Regions from separate parts of the Danio rerio genome. Here region 1 is linked to region 2. The links are chromatin contacts, called in public HiCAR-type maps. All regions are on one chromosome and are shown on one strand. Each heading gives the region's core, a stretch centred on a gene start, on an enhancer-like site or on the middle of the called end of the contact. The rest is flanking DNA. Distances are from core to core; before and after follow the strand shown. Region 1 has its middle 49 kb from the start of esr2a. Region 2 has its middle 26 kb from the start of nudt14.

Evidence for each region. HiCAR-type assays count read pairs that join an accessible place to other places.
Region 1: a HiCAR-type map of caudal fin shows a contact between it and region 2, with 8 times the contacts expected there. The contact joins two enhancer-like sites. A contact is called at or near these places in 7 of 18 Hi-C or Micro-C datasets (caudal fin, embryo, fibroblasts and 1 more) and 1 of 4 datasets of contacts at active chromatin or transcription factors (caudal fin).

What each region holds. Positions count from the first base shown.
Region 1 is chr20:24,087,796-24,095,288 of GRCz12tu, forward strand. No RefSeq gene overlaps it. Among named protein-coding and RNA genes, the nearest start is that of esr2a, 49 kb to the right of the region's middle. Within about 2 kb of position 6,031, at least 9 of the 62 cell types and tissues checked have an H3K27ac peak or open chromatin away from gene starts, as enhancers often do. A contact at or near this core is called in caudal fin, where this site is marked.
Region 2 is chr20:23,784,654-23,792,023 of GRCz12tu, forward strand. No RefSeq gene overlaps it. Among named protein-coding and RNA genes, the nearest start is that of nudt14, 26 kb to the right of the region's middle. Within about 2 kb of position 3,603, at least 6 of the 62 cell types and tissues checked have an H3K27ac peak or open chromatin away from gene starts, as enhancers often do. A contact at or near this core is called in caudal fin, where this site is marked.

The sequences.
Region 1 (7,493 bases), core at 4,781-7,280, 310 kb after region 2:
AAAAACATTGCTGGCATAGCTGTATAATTGCTTTTGATGCTGAAGAGATTGTAAACATGTGCCTGTCGATCCTCACATAGACAAGTTTCTGAGGAAATAGATTACTTTGAGCAAATGATCCTCACCTGCAAGCAGTGGCATAATATTTGCGGATTTCCATGGCTACTCTTTTAAGAGCGCATGCGTCCAAAGAAAGCGAAGTGAAAGTTAGATGCTCATTCTTTGAGGCTTGTCATGTACCACTTATGACAATTCAGGGTTGAGTTCGCTCTTTCTTTTGAACTGGATCATAAATGCTTGAATGAAACCTTGAAACCATTAATACATCTCAGTCGAGGCTCAGTTGGCATGGTGATTGCTGGCATTTCAAGTGACAAATGGAGATCTATAGGCTCTTATGTAAGTGTTTGTTCAACTCCCACAAGTATGATAGAAATCGTAGGAACCCAGCTTTCACTTTTAGAGCCAATTAGTGTGTGTGTGAGGTAAGAGGTGTTTACTTGTTTGTTGGGCAACATCTTGGCACGCAGAAGCACTTTCAGGTAGGGTGTAGATGTCTATTCACTGCTCATAAGCCTTTCATTTATATGGCTCTCATTCTTCTAAATCAAATAAAAGTTTGATTGCCTGCTTTCTGTGTTGTTGGATATCCAGTAAGGAATTTTAGGGAGTTGTGCAGGATTGTCTAGGCCTGTATTTTCATGTTTACTCATTGAGTCTGTGATTAATAAGGATGTCCGGGAAGTTTAAAAAAAAAAAAAGTTATACAATGACATGTTTTATATAATATAAAAAGATACTAATCTACTGACGTAATAGAAGTTTCCCCTTCCTGCAATTTCCTGGAAATTTTTTTAAAAAATGTAATTTTAATAATAAAGGATTGCAAAAACGACACAATAAATCCTGTTAATTAACAGCAAGTTAAATGAATAGATCAAAAATCAGCAGAGAGAATTCAATTGAATTCATGTTATTTTCTAAAGCGCTTTTATAATGTAGATTGTGTCAAAGCAGCTTAACATAGAAGAATATAGTAAATTGAAATTGTGTCTCAGTTTTCAGAGTTGAAGTTCAGTTTAGTTAAATGTGGTAAAAATTTCACTGCTGAAATTCCAAACACAACACATCGATGTGCAGCTCCACAAGTGCCAACCAAACAAGCCAGTGGCGACAGTGACAAGGAACAAACTTCACCAGAAGAACCATATTTAATTTGAAATGATAACATATAAAATAATAATTACCAATATTAACACCATTGGAGCGATGCAGTGGCGCTGTAGATTGTGCTTTCGCCTCACAGAAAGAAGGTTGCTGGTTCGAGCCTCGGCTGGGTCAGTTGGCGTTTCTGTGTGGAGTTTGCATGTTCTCCCTGCGTTCGTGTGGGTTTCCTCCAGAGTGCTCCGGTTTCCCCCACAATCCAACGACATGTGGTACAGGTGAATTGGGTGGGCTAAAATAATCCGTAGAATATGAGTGTGTTTGGATGTTTCCCAGAGATGGGTTGCAGCTGGAAGGGCATCCGCTGCGTAAAACATGTGCTGGATAAGATGGCGGTTCATTCCGCTGTGGTGACCCCGGATTAATAAAGGGACTAGGAAGAAAAGAAAATGAATGAATGATCACCGTTGGAATTAATGTAAATTATGTTTATTTGATTTTATAACTCATGATGGCTCAGAAACCATCCAGATTTGTGAAACCTGTACGTATGCAATGGTTTGTCAATCGGCATACTTAATGTGCCAGAATTGTGTGAGATTTGAGGAAAGTAACTTCAAAAACCAACCTAGGCTCATTCTGAAAAAACGTACCGCTATATACATTGCTGGAGAGCACCAAATATGTCCCAGGAGGTACTTTTTTTTGCAGTTTTTGTTTTTGCGAATCTACCAGAGGGCACTGTGTACAGGATCCCAAATTTTGAGATCCCAAATTTCTCTTGTGAGTGCTTTTTACGCCTGCTGTTCTTGCGTAAATCCACCACAGGCAGCTGTTGACTGACTGACTGACCAATTAACTGAGCCACCATCCGCCTTTCCTAAACCCAACCGATAGTGTTTTCAAAAGCACAGATTGACCATGTTCCCTAAACATCAACTAACAGTTTTAAAAATCAATCCAGAAAAAGAAAAGCCCTCACCTGATTTTTACCATGTTTTCAGATTTTACCACATTCTCACCCTGTTATTTACTTGTTTATTTTTATTTTTGGCTTCGGTTTTTGTCTTACCCAATCAAAACAAGCATGAATGTGTTATGATGTTTGAAAAAAAATTCTAACCATGTTAATAATATGGTAAAGGGGTGGCATGGTGGTTCAGTGGTTAGCACTGTCACCTCACAGCAAGAAGGTCACTAGTTCGAGTCCCAGCTGGACCAGTTGGCATTTCTGTGTGGAGTTTACATGTTATCCCCGTGTCCATGTGGGTTTTTAGTTTTCTACCATAGTTCAAAGACATGCGGTATAGGTGAATTTAATGTGTGTGTGTGTGTGTGTGCGTGTGTGTATGTGTGTGTGTGAGAGAGAGAGAATGTGTGTATGGGTATTTCCCAGTGCTGGGTTGCAGCTGGAAGAGCATCTGCTGTGTAAAACATATGCCGGAACAGTTGTCAGTTTATTCCACTGTGGTGACACCTGATAAATAAGGTACTAAGCCGAAGGAAAATAAATGAATAAATAATATTATGTTAGGTAAAATATTTAATGTTGACTGGGTTTAAACTATTATGCACTTTCTTTTATTTAAAATTAACATTTCACTCAGTTTGTACTTAAGTAAATTATTTCAGCAACAAGTACTCTTTTCAAACATTTACTAAAGTACATTTCTTTTTCACCAGGAATGAATTGCATGATTTGTGTAAGTATTAATTAATACATATAGACAAATCAAATGAGTGTTTTAGTCAACCAAAATGAAATATGCTTTATTTAGAAATTATTTCAAAATCCTTATAGGCCAATTCCCGCTTTATCTTGTCTCCCAGGTTTTCTCTACATTTACGTATATGTCTGATGTAGCATGAAGAACATGTGACATATATAAGTGTCTACTGAGGCATGAAACTACTGAATCATTTATCCCTCCCACTGCAGGTTTCCACAACCATTTAGCAGATGCTTCCATCCAAAACGACAGTTTGCAGATTGCAGGCACGGTCCCTTAAGAGCTTCTTGCTTAAGGGCACATTTTGGGATCTCAGACACTCTCCAGTTACACGATCACCTCTATATTTTGGACACAGTCTACTGTACCCATAGAGAAAACACTAAATCATTCATGCCCCACATTATGCTGTATCATGGCCCATTGGATGCCATGAATTTTGAAGCTGGTGAAAAACACGGCACTTATGCAACAAAGCTCAAGTTTGATTTTTATCCCTCAGAGGCAATATAATTCCTCTCGGGTGGAGTATTGTAGAAATGCTGATGGTGAAATCGTGCATCGGCATGCCTGGCCTGTAAAAAGAGAGTGATGCCAGTATACGAGCAGCGATTAGGAAAGAGAGTAACGACAGCGTGATCCTTTGCTCTTATCGCTGGATTTTAAAGCAGATAAGGCCTCTGCATTCACCCGGACATTAGTAGTGATGAAGTGAGTCTTCAGTCCTTTATGTGAGCCGTCTTCAAATTACTCATCAATCAAGAGCTCTCTACAAGCAGGACGAGGCTCTTTGAAAACCCTTACTGTTTATGAGCGTAAGAAGATATTGATGAAATGCTGCTTTTAAAAGGGACAGTTTAACCTTAAATGAACGTTCTGTCATCATGTAGTTACCCTTGTGTTGATAAAAACCTTCTGTGGAACACAATAAGAGAGATGTTTTGGTAACATGGAAACACTTTGCTTTTGATGGTCTGTATTTAATATTTTGCTAGAATCTACTGTCAACTTATTTGAGTAACTCTGGTCTTAACCTTATAGTCTGTTAATACCTCTAATGAGAGTTACTTAATAAACTATTGTAAATATAACTAATATATATTTATTTAAATTCATTAAAATTTTATTTAATTCCAAGTAACTTAAAAAATGAGGTTAAACCAGATTATCTGTAACATACTGTAACAAAATCACACACTCACTAGCCACTTTATTAGGTACACCTGTTCAACTGCTCGTTAACGCAAATTTCTAATCAACCAATCTTATGGCAGCAACTCAATGCATTTAGGCATTTAGGCATGGTCAAGACGATCTGCTGCAGTTCAAACTGAGCATCAGAAAGAGGAAGAAAGGTGATTTAAGGGACTTTGAATGTGGCATGGTTGTTGGTACCAGATAAATATTTCAGACACTGCTGATCTACTGGCCTTTTTACACACAACCATCTCCAGGGTTTAAAGTGAATGGTTCAAAAAAAGAGAAATCATCCAGTGAGGGGTAGTTCTGTGTGCGCAAAAGCCTTGTTGATGAGGTCAGAGGAGAATGGCCAGACTGGTTTGAGCTGATAGAAAGGCAACAGTGACTCAAATAACACCTCGTTAGAACTGAGGTATGCAGAAGAGAATCTCTGAATGCACAACATGTTAAGGCGGATGGGCTACAGCAACAGAAGACCACACCAGGTGCCACTACTGTCCACTATAAGAGCAGGAAACCGAAGCTACAATTCATACATGCTCACCAAATTTGGACAATAGAAGATAGAAAAAAACGCTGCCTGGTCTGATGAGTCTTGATTTCTGCTGTGACATTTGGATGGTAGAGTCAGAATTTTGTGTCAACAGTATGATTGCATGGATCCATTCTGATTGTATCAACGTTTCATGCTGGTGATGGTGGTGTAATAGTGTGTGGATATTTTATTGCCACACTTTGGGCCCAATATTACTAATTGAGCATCAACATGCCAACGCCACAGCCTACCTGAGTAGTTTTGCTGACCATGTCTATCCCTTTATGACCATAGTATACCCATCTTCTGAAGGCTACCTCCAGCAGGATAACGTGCTGTTATAAAGCGCATATCATTTTGAACTTTTTGGACATGACAATGAGTTCACTGTACTCAAATGGCTTTCACAGTCACCAGATCTCAATCCAATAGAGCACCTTTGGGATGTGGTGAAACGGGAGATTCACATCAGGGATGTGCAACCGACAAATCTGCAGCAATTGCGTTATGCTTTCCTGTCAATATGGCCCAAAATCTCGGAGGAATATTTCCAGTGCCTTGTTAAGTCTATGCCACAAAGGATAAGGGCAGTTCTGAAGAAAAAAGTAGGACCAACCCTGTACTAGTAATGTGTACCTAATAAAGTGGCCAGTAAGTGCAAATTGTCCTGATCATATAATTTTTTTTTGCAGTGTGATAACAGATATTAAATAACTAATGTTAATATACTGAGGTTTATTGAAAAGTTTATTTTTTTTGGTTAATGTTAAAATTAAAGTAATTAAAATTAATAAATGCCTTCAAAGTATCCAAATTGTCATGATTAGTTCATGTTAGCTATAGTAATTAAGTAATGTTAACAAACTTTAATATTATCGTAAAGTGTGACCAATATTTTAACAAGTTTTTCAGTGGTTTTTGACTCAAACTGTATGACCATAGTGGAGTTTTAAACCTTCATTAACCTTCACTATTTAAACGAAAAATGACCCCAAAAGAAATATTGTCATTTGTGTGTCACTTATTTTCATTTTTGTATGAACTCAAAGTGTTTCATGAAATTTTTATAGCACTGATGGAGCCAGACTACAGCGCCAATGGCTGCTATACCACTGTATATATAGACAGATAGTCATACCACAGCAAAAGAAGCACTTAAACTCCAGATTTACCACCATGTGCTTCTTATTAAGCCTCAGAAACTGTGGTGCCACTCAGTTAAAAGCCCAGCCAATTGTGTTTGCTTTCTTCAAGTAAATGTTAGTCATGTCAAGGTAGAGAGTAAAGCGATCAGAAGGCAAGCCTGAGCCTCAAGGCCTGTGGTTTAGTAGATGACGGTGAGGGCGCAGCGGCTGCGGTGTAGCTGACGCGTGCCGGTCCTGTGCAGGGCGTGTAGGCATTGTGTTGGCACACCCTCTGTCTCTCTCTCATTCTCTCTCTCTCTCACGTCAGCCTGGCCTGTCTCTACAGGAGCCAGAAAACACCCGATGGCTCCATTTGAGTCTCCATTCACTCAGCAAATACAGTACAGTTCTGTATGCCCTCGGGTGGAGAAAACATGCCTACCTGCTACTGCTTTACTCATAACTGATAAGATGTGGAGGAAACATTATGTGTGTGTGGTATCAAATTAGCTTAATCTACCATATAACATATACTCATTTTGTTTTTTGAAAGAAGTTTCTTCTGCTCATCAAGGCACAATTTATTACATAAAAATATATACATTTTTGAATATTATTTGAGTTCACAATAACTTTATTATATTATGTTTTCTATTTTAATATAGTTTATGATGCAAATTTCAACATCACTACTTTAGTCTTATGCATCATGTAATGCTTTAGTAATTAGTCAGTTTTTATTTTGTTGCTCAGTTCATTTCTTATGATTATCAATGTTAAAAATGGTTGTGGTGCTTTATATATTTATGGAAACCATCATACAATTAGGCATGGGACAATAACCGTTTTCAAGGTATACCGCGGTTTGGAAAAGTCAAAATTTTAAAAACATCGAAATTTTCTGCAAAACCATTTATAAGGTATGTTTACGATTTTTTATTTACGTTTTTTTATTTTATTTCGTTTTTTAGGACAACAGTATCTCCAGCAGAAAAAAAAATATCCAAAAAATGCCGTTTTAAATTGAAATAAAAATCTGTTTTTAAAAACTAATAAAGACAGCAGAAGTCAATAATTCAATAAGTCAATAAGGTTTACTGTTCCAAAATATTTTAAATGTTTCTCAAAATAAAATACATTGTGTTTAAAGCGGAAAAAAGTTTTAGCTTTTTTACCCAGATATTTAAAAAGAGCATTATTAGAGCAGTAATCGCAATACCTTAAAACCGTGATAATTTTTATCCAAGGTTATACCGTCAGAATCTTATACCGGCCCATGCCTACATACAATACCTTTTAAAAATATGATTCAAAAAATGGGTTCAAAAGGGCAATTAAAGAAATAATTTATTTTTTAAGGCCTCAAATCAAAGTGACAGTAAAGATATCTATGTGGCAACTCATGAAATATTTTATTTCAAATGAATGCTGTTGTTTTTAAATTTCTGTTTCAAAGACTGTATAATGGTTTTAGTCACAGATGTCAGTCATTTACGACTAAGCAACTGTAATAATTAATTGTAACAGAGCAGAAAATCACTGATAAAAATTATTTATGAAGGATCATGTGCTGAAAATTCTAATTTAAATCACCTAAAATAAATACTATTTTAAAATGTGTGAGGAAAAACGGTGACACTTTATTTTGATGGTCGTTTGTTGAATTTAAGTTACATTACATTTACATGCCTGCTAATCTCATTAGATTAGTAGTAGAATGTTAGGTTAGGGTTAGGGTTA
Region 2 (7,370 bases), core at 2,353-4,852:
AAAAAATATAGCTTAAAGGGGCTAATAATTTTGATCTTAAAATGGTTAAATATTATGACCTAAAAATTGCTATTATTGTAGCCGAAATAAAACAAATAAGACTTTCTCCAAAAGAAAGAATATTATCAGACATTCTGTGAAAATTTCCTGCTCTGTTAAACATTATTTGGAAAATATTTAAAAAAGAAATAAAATTTACAAGTGGGTTTAATAATTCTGATTTCAACTGTATGTGTTTTTTTTAAATAAATATTAAATTCTATTTATAATATACATGCTTATTGATGTATTTTTTACTTTTACATAACTCAGACATTAAATCAAGTTTGTATAAAGCTGTGTATTATGCAGTTTGTTCACTGTGATGCTGCAGGTGCCTTCGGGAATAAAGTAAAGTGTGCTTGTCAATGTTCAGTGTTCAATCATCAGCACAGGTCTTTATACTGCAGCTCTCTCTCAAGGGAAGCTGGAACAGTGATGGAGAAGGGTGTGACTGAGTTCCCATGACTCCATTTATTCTGCCTGCTATATAGAAGAGCCTCAGGCAACTGCTGCATTCACCAGCTTCTGCAGACTGACTCTGGTTCTCACTGAAGTCATGAAAGAAGCGTGAGAGCCATCATCAGCTGGACATTAATGTCTCTGAATCAATCATTCATAAAACACCACTGACCTGCTGTTATGTGATTGAGCTCTGTGATAAATAATATCATTATTAATAACAATGATCATTATCAACTAACTAAATCTTTATGTTCTATATAGCTAAATTTGCAATGAATTGGGTAGTTTACTCAAAAAAACAAAACAAACACAAATTTTCTGCGTCCTCAGTCATTTCAGGATGTAGGAGGCTTTTTTTTCTTTTGTTGAACAATAAAGATTTTTAGCTAAAGTTATGGTTCTTGGTGATTTATAAAATGTAAGTTAACAAATACTGGCACTTTAAAGAAAAGAAAAAAATTGTCAAAACAAATTTAATACCTGTTGCTCCTGGTGAAACAAACAAAAAAATTATCTGTATGTGCAAGAAACTGAACTTTATTTACAATACTATTACAGTACCTTTGATATGTCCGTCTCCTTCACTGTGTTATAGAGTCATATATATTTGTGCTATGTGACTTTCTGATGGTGTCCTGGTTGCGCAGTAGGTAGCATGTTCACCTCACAGCAAGAAGGTCGCTGGTTTGAGCCTCGGCTCAGTTGGCATTTCTGTATGGAGTTTGCATGTTCTCCCCATGTTCGCATGCAGGGTTTCCTCCAGTTTCCTTCACAAGTGCAAAGACATGCGCTGTAGGTGAATTGGGTAAGCTAAATTGGCCGTAGTGTGCATGTCATGTGTGTGAATGGGAGTGTATGAGTGTTTCCCAGTGATGTGTTGCTGCTGGAAGGGTATCCGCTGTGTAAAACATATGCTGGATAAGTTGGTGGTTCATTCCCCATATTAATAAACCAAAAAGAAAATGAATGAAAGAATGAAAATATATAACGTAAAATCCCCAGTGGCCATTCTTTTGTAAAAACAGTGGATTAACATTAACCACCAGATGGCGCTGTTACCAAACAATCAAACAAAACAGTTCAAACCATCTTCTTTCCTTCCTTTTTCATTTGCAGCAAATGAAGTGGAGCATGATTAGTGTTTGCTTTTAGAGCTATCCTTTTTTGTATAATTACTTTGTATCTATACTGGGATTTTCATAATAAGGTTAGTGGGAAAATTAGGGGAAATCATTGATGTTGAACAAATTTGTATTTTCTGTACTGGAAATGTATTAGAAAAATGTAAACAGATATTCAATTAATAACATTTGCATGAAATTGTTTGAATAATTTGTGATCATACAGGGACAACACAAATGGTATTTTCCATGGTTATAATATTGCACTCTTTTTCTTACACAGTTTAAATGTATTAAAATAGATCATCTGCTCTAATATTTGAATCCTTATAAAGCATTCAGGTTCGTTTTGACCTGGAAGAGATAGATGATAATTTATTAAAAAAAAAAAAAAACAAACAAACAAAGCATAGATTTTTTAGCAAACAGCATAAACTTTATAAATAAGACTCTAAATGCATCAATTATCTTTTTAAATTTATGGTATTGACAGACTGACATGATTTTAGGTGTATAATCTTTTAGAAAATTGTAAAATGATATATGAAGGTATTTCAGTATCAAAAAAACACACCTTTTCGACTGAAATTTGTTCATACACGTGCTGACCCATGTACACTGACACACACCATTGACTCACTTTTCTTTAAAATGAATGTTTAAGCAAATAAACTATTTATTTATTCATTGCTTTTCTTTGTGATCGTTGATTGGATATTATTTTGTTAGATGCCAATATATTTTATAATAAATTTAAAAAGAATTCATTAGATCTCATCTATAACAATTGGGTTAAAACTGGTAATTCTCAGATTATATGTTTTTTCTTTCTAAATTTCATAAAATTGTATAATCAATTTTCTTATCAGTATCGAAAATAAAAACACAAATTCACAGAATTTTTAGTAAAACTATCAATATTTGCATGTAAATATTAGGCATGCTTGCAGCTGCCAAAATTCAGCATATCAAAAAGATTTCTGAAGGGTCATGTGACACTGAAGACTGCGGTAATGATGCAGAAAACACATTAAAACAGAAAACAGCTCATTTATTTGCCAATATCTATGGTCTATTTTTTGACTTGAGAATATGAAATATATTTCAAAGGCTTATTTAATTTTAAAAATATATATATTTTGAACTGGTGGTTTTCATTATACACTGTAAAATAAAATCTGTTTATTTACAATTTTCCATAGCTTGTGATTCATGGGTATTGCTGTTTTTATGCTTTTAAATTGCATCATAGGACCTTGATCTCTCCTCTGACAATTTTTAAAATTGAAGTTAAGCACAGTGACTTTTGTGACCATTTTTAGACTGAAACAATGCATAAAATAAAAAGAATATTAGCAGAAAAAGAACAGGCAGCATATTAACCCATCAATCGGTCACTATACCATTATTACCATGACCAACGCAGACAATATATCACTCCAAACTAATAAAAATGTCATTATATTTATTTTAATAGAGCAGAGATCAAGGTCCCATAATGCATTTAAAAAGCCTAAAAATATTAAAAATAACATGAAACCAGTTATGGGCCACCGTGATTGTTTTTAAAACAGCATAAACATTCCTTAAATCATGTGTTTCTCAGAAAAACACAGTGTTTTGCAGAGGTCATGGTGGTTTCTCATTTCCCCTTGCACTACTCCTTCAATAGAAAACTAATGCCATTCCCATATACAGTACAGTACCAGTCGAAAGGCCTATTTGAAGTGGAGTCGCCTTCCTCCCAGGAGAGCTTCGATTCCACTGATTCTGACACTGAAGCACCACATACCCCATAGTTCATTTCACCTATTTCTTTTTTTCTTCCCTCTTTATACTTAATTGCCTCCCCTGATGACAACAATCTCTTATATCAGCGCATTGTACTTTGGGAAGATAGTGTTACAGCACGGATCATATTTCTGCACAATTATACCGTCCTCCTACTCTCTCTCAAGGATCCGTTGGCTTTACTGGAAACGTCGTTCGGCTTCACTCTCGGCTCCTCCAAGCATGACGGTGTATGATAAGTGGGCCTTAAGCCGTCAGATGACAGGACGTGTTTAGGCTTTGCCCAAGCAGTCTGTATTGAATAATGATTATGCCTAGAATGGCGAATGGAGGAGAATGTGGCTTGCTAGTGCCATTGTTTTGGGGTTGTTTGGAGGAGGCTTGCAGCTGGTTTATCCGTGAGGAGAAGCGCAGGCGTAGGCGGCTGATGATGGGATGTGTTTCCTCATGTCAGGAGCAGGAGGAGGTGCACGGTTCGCCGTCGAGCGGAACTCTTTTTCAGTGGGGATTAGTTAAAGGGAGCAAACAGGCCTACTACTGCGGCACATTCCGAGAACTGTTATTATTTTAGTTCGCAATGGAGATGTGGAATAATCATTAACAAACCTATGTGTCAGCCAATACATGGAGGCGGAAAAAGGCTGTTGATGAAGGTTATTTCAGGTCTACGATGAAAATCCTGGTTATGTGGAGGGGGCTGTCAAATGTTAGGACCACTGTACGGTATATAATGAACCCCTTTTAAAAAAGTTATTTTTCATCCTCGTATATGCATTCTAAATGTGCATTGTTTTATAAAATGTAATATATTATTTATATTCCATATACTCACTCTTACTTGCTATTCTTGGCCCTGATTAATCCAGCCTGATCTCATGAGGAAACGTAAGTATTTTATGTTTTGTCAGTTTAGTGGCTAATTCATATGAATTCTTAAGAATGAGTTCAGACGTATGATTTTAAAAAGGAGGCGTGGCTAGAACTGGGTGGTAAAATCGGTATTGATATTGATTGACTGAACACTATTGTCGATATCGATTAAAAAAGATTGGGTATGTAGTTTCAGTATGAAATGCTATAGTTTAATTAAAATGTGGCTGCTGAGAGTGCGCCTTGTAAGCAATGCCAGTAAGCTTAGGGTGTAAGTTTGTCATTTCCAATGGAGGCGCGCGACTTGAATGACGTACGTATGGGAGCAATGTGCACATGTTGTGCAAGTGACGCACACATGACGCTAGTTGAAAAACATCTGAACATTTTCGAATGCCACGAATGCACAGCGACTCATGCAAGTAGAACTAACCAATCTGCTTGACACTTTGTATGGTATGTACACATTTCAGCAATAACGGCAGACAAACACAGCACATCCAAACACTACAGTGCTTTTTACTTTTCGTTTTAAACTTGCATTGGAGCGGTAGCAATGGTTTCTCCATTTATCATCCTCTGAGTAAAACGCTTGAAGGTCGCCTATTTACGAGAGACGCCAGGGGAGCGCTAGCGCAAAATCAATTGTATATGGTGAAGGAAATCATGGGCTTGTGCTTGTCACTTCAAGTTAGAATAACAACACATGGGAAAATGAGTGCGGTGGCTAGCAGAAGTAAAGAGATTGTAAATAGAAAAGGTTGTGGCCAGAGTGGCTTTTTGGTTTCTTTTCTTGTGCATCCCAGCCACTAGCACCCCATCTGAAAGATTTTTTAGCATTTTTTAACAAGTTGTAATGTTGCAAAATGCATTTGAATAATGATGGTTAGTTCTTTTACTTGAAAGCTCAGATTTGATTATCATAATTTTTTTTACAGAGTTTGAGGTTTACTGTATCATTATTATTCACACCTTACAGATGTTGATCTACCTTAAAGTTTGCTTAGATATTTCAGTAGTTACGCTTTACCATTGCACACACGTTTTTTTTTTTTTTTTTATTACACGTATTTTATAGTTTAAGAGTCTCTTTAACACTTACGTTTATGGGATATTTGTTTAAATATTTTTGTTTTTTACTATTAAAACTATCTGCCTTAGTAATGTTGGTAAATTAAAATTAAGTGGTTAAAATAAATAAAAAATCTAATATTCTTTAATGTATCATAAAAAGTATTCAATAATTGTTGATACCCAATGATCTGAAACATGATAACGTGATAATTTTGTTTTGTTTTTTTGCAATATCACCCAGCCCTAGCAGTGGCACCTAATCCTGCCCCTAAACCCAACTGTCATTTGTGTGCTAAGCAAATTTTACTATATTATTATTAGCCACGAATTAGCCACTAAGTCAAAAAGTTACGAATTAGCATGAGATTTGTTGATTAATTATGGGTCGCCACAACGGAATAAATCGCCATTTTGTATACTTATTATAACCTAATATTTTAACTAAATATTTTAATACATATATTATAGCTTTATTTATTTTTTTTTAACTTATACCACATAGTATTCCCAATCAGCTTCTTATTAATCAGTTAAAAAAAAAAATAAAAAATTTACCCCAAACGTTTGATCTGTGCACACACTTCACAAAGCTATCTTTATGGGAACTTCTAATTTTTATAATATACAAATTGTATATTTAACCCCCTAACCTCAACCCAACATTTGCTTTTTCTAAATACTTCATTTATGAGCATTTTTCTGCAAGGGGGACCAAAAAATGTCTTTATGAGGTGATAAAATACTGGTATTGCTGTACTTTTGGGGACATGGTTCCCACAATGTTAGTAATACAAGGGTCAAACACACTTAACAAAAAAAAAAAACAAAAAAAAAACCCCAACAACAAGGAAACAGTTAACCCAAATTCCAGTAAAAATACATCTAAAAAGTACAAAAAATATTAATGCTTTAAATTGTTAATGCAGTATGAAATTGTTGCGAAGGGATGCTATGCAAACTGGGGTAGTTCCAAATGCAGCTTTATTATAAGAATGGTCAATCAGGCAAGGGTCAAATACCAGTATAAACAGTGTAGTAGGCAATCCAGAAGCAAATCCAATAAAACAGGCAAAAGGTTCGGGGCAGGCAGAAAAGGGTCAAAACACGATAAACAGTCCAAAAGTCAAAAACACAGGAAACAAGGAAACCGCTTACGTAAGGACAGCAACAGCTTAACAATACTCACCAACAAGATGTGGAACAGAGGGGTTTAAACAGTCTGAATAATCATGGTGTGAGTGGCTTCAGCTGTGAGAGTTTAATCAGTCTGGATCTTGAACCGGTTGTGTGTGTTTGTGTGGCCTGACTGGGTGTTGTAGTCCATAACATGGCAGATATGTAGTTCAAGGAGTGTGAATGTTTACCAGCGACCTCTGGTGGTTAGCGATCGCTGGTAATCATAACAGAAATCAAGAAAGGCTTACACTGCAAACTCTAATAAGTTAAGATTACTCAAACGATTTAAGGAAAGTGATTCCCTCAGTTCATTTGAGTAAAGGGAAATCGACAACTCAATTAATAGACTTGACCAACTGTGGTCTCTTCATTGAACTAACTTAAATATTTAAGTACAGATAACTTAAAATAGGTAATAGACTAAACTTCCAATTTTTTTTAGCTTTTATATTCTTACATGATAAGTATAGTTTATATAGAAGTTTATATCGAAGTTGATATTTAGCCACACAATGTTGGTGTTTCATATCATCTGATTTTTACAAGGTGGGTTGTACCCCCAACCTGGAGGACCAGGACATACACACATATACTACGAACACTTTAGCTTACCCAATTCACCAATAGCGTATGTCTTTGAACTAGGGGAAACCGGAGCACCTAGAGGAAATACACGCCAACACGGGGAGAACATACAAACGCCACACAGAAATGTCTCAGCCGGGACTTGAACCAGCGACCTTCTTGCTTTAAGGTAACACAGCGTCACCATATCGCCCCTGCAAATATATCAATTAAGGAAAATGTACATAAGCATTTAAATTTCTATTTACC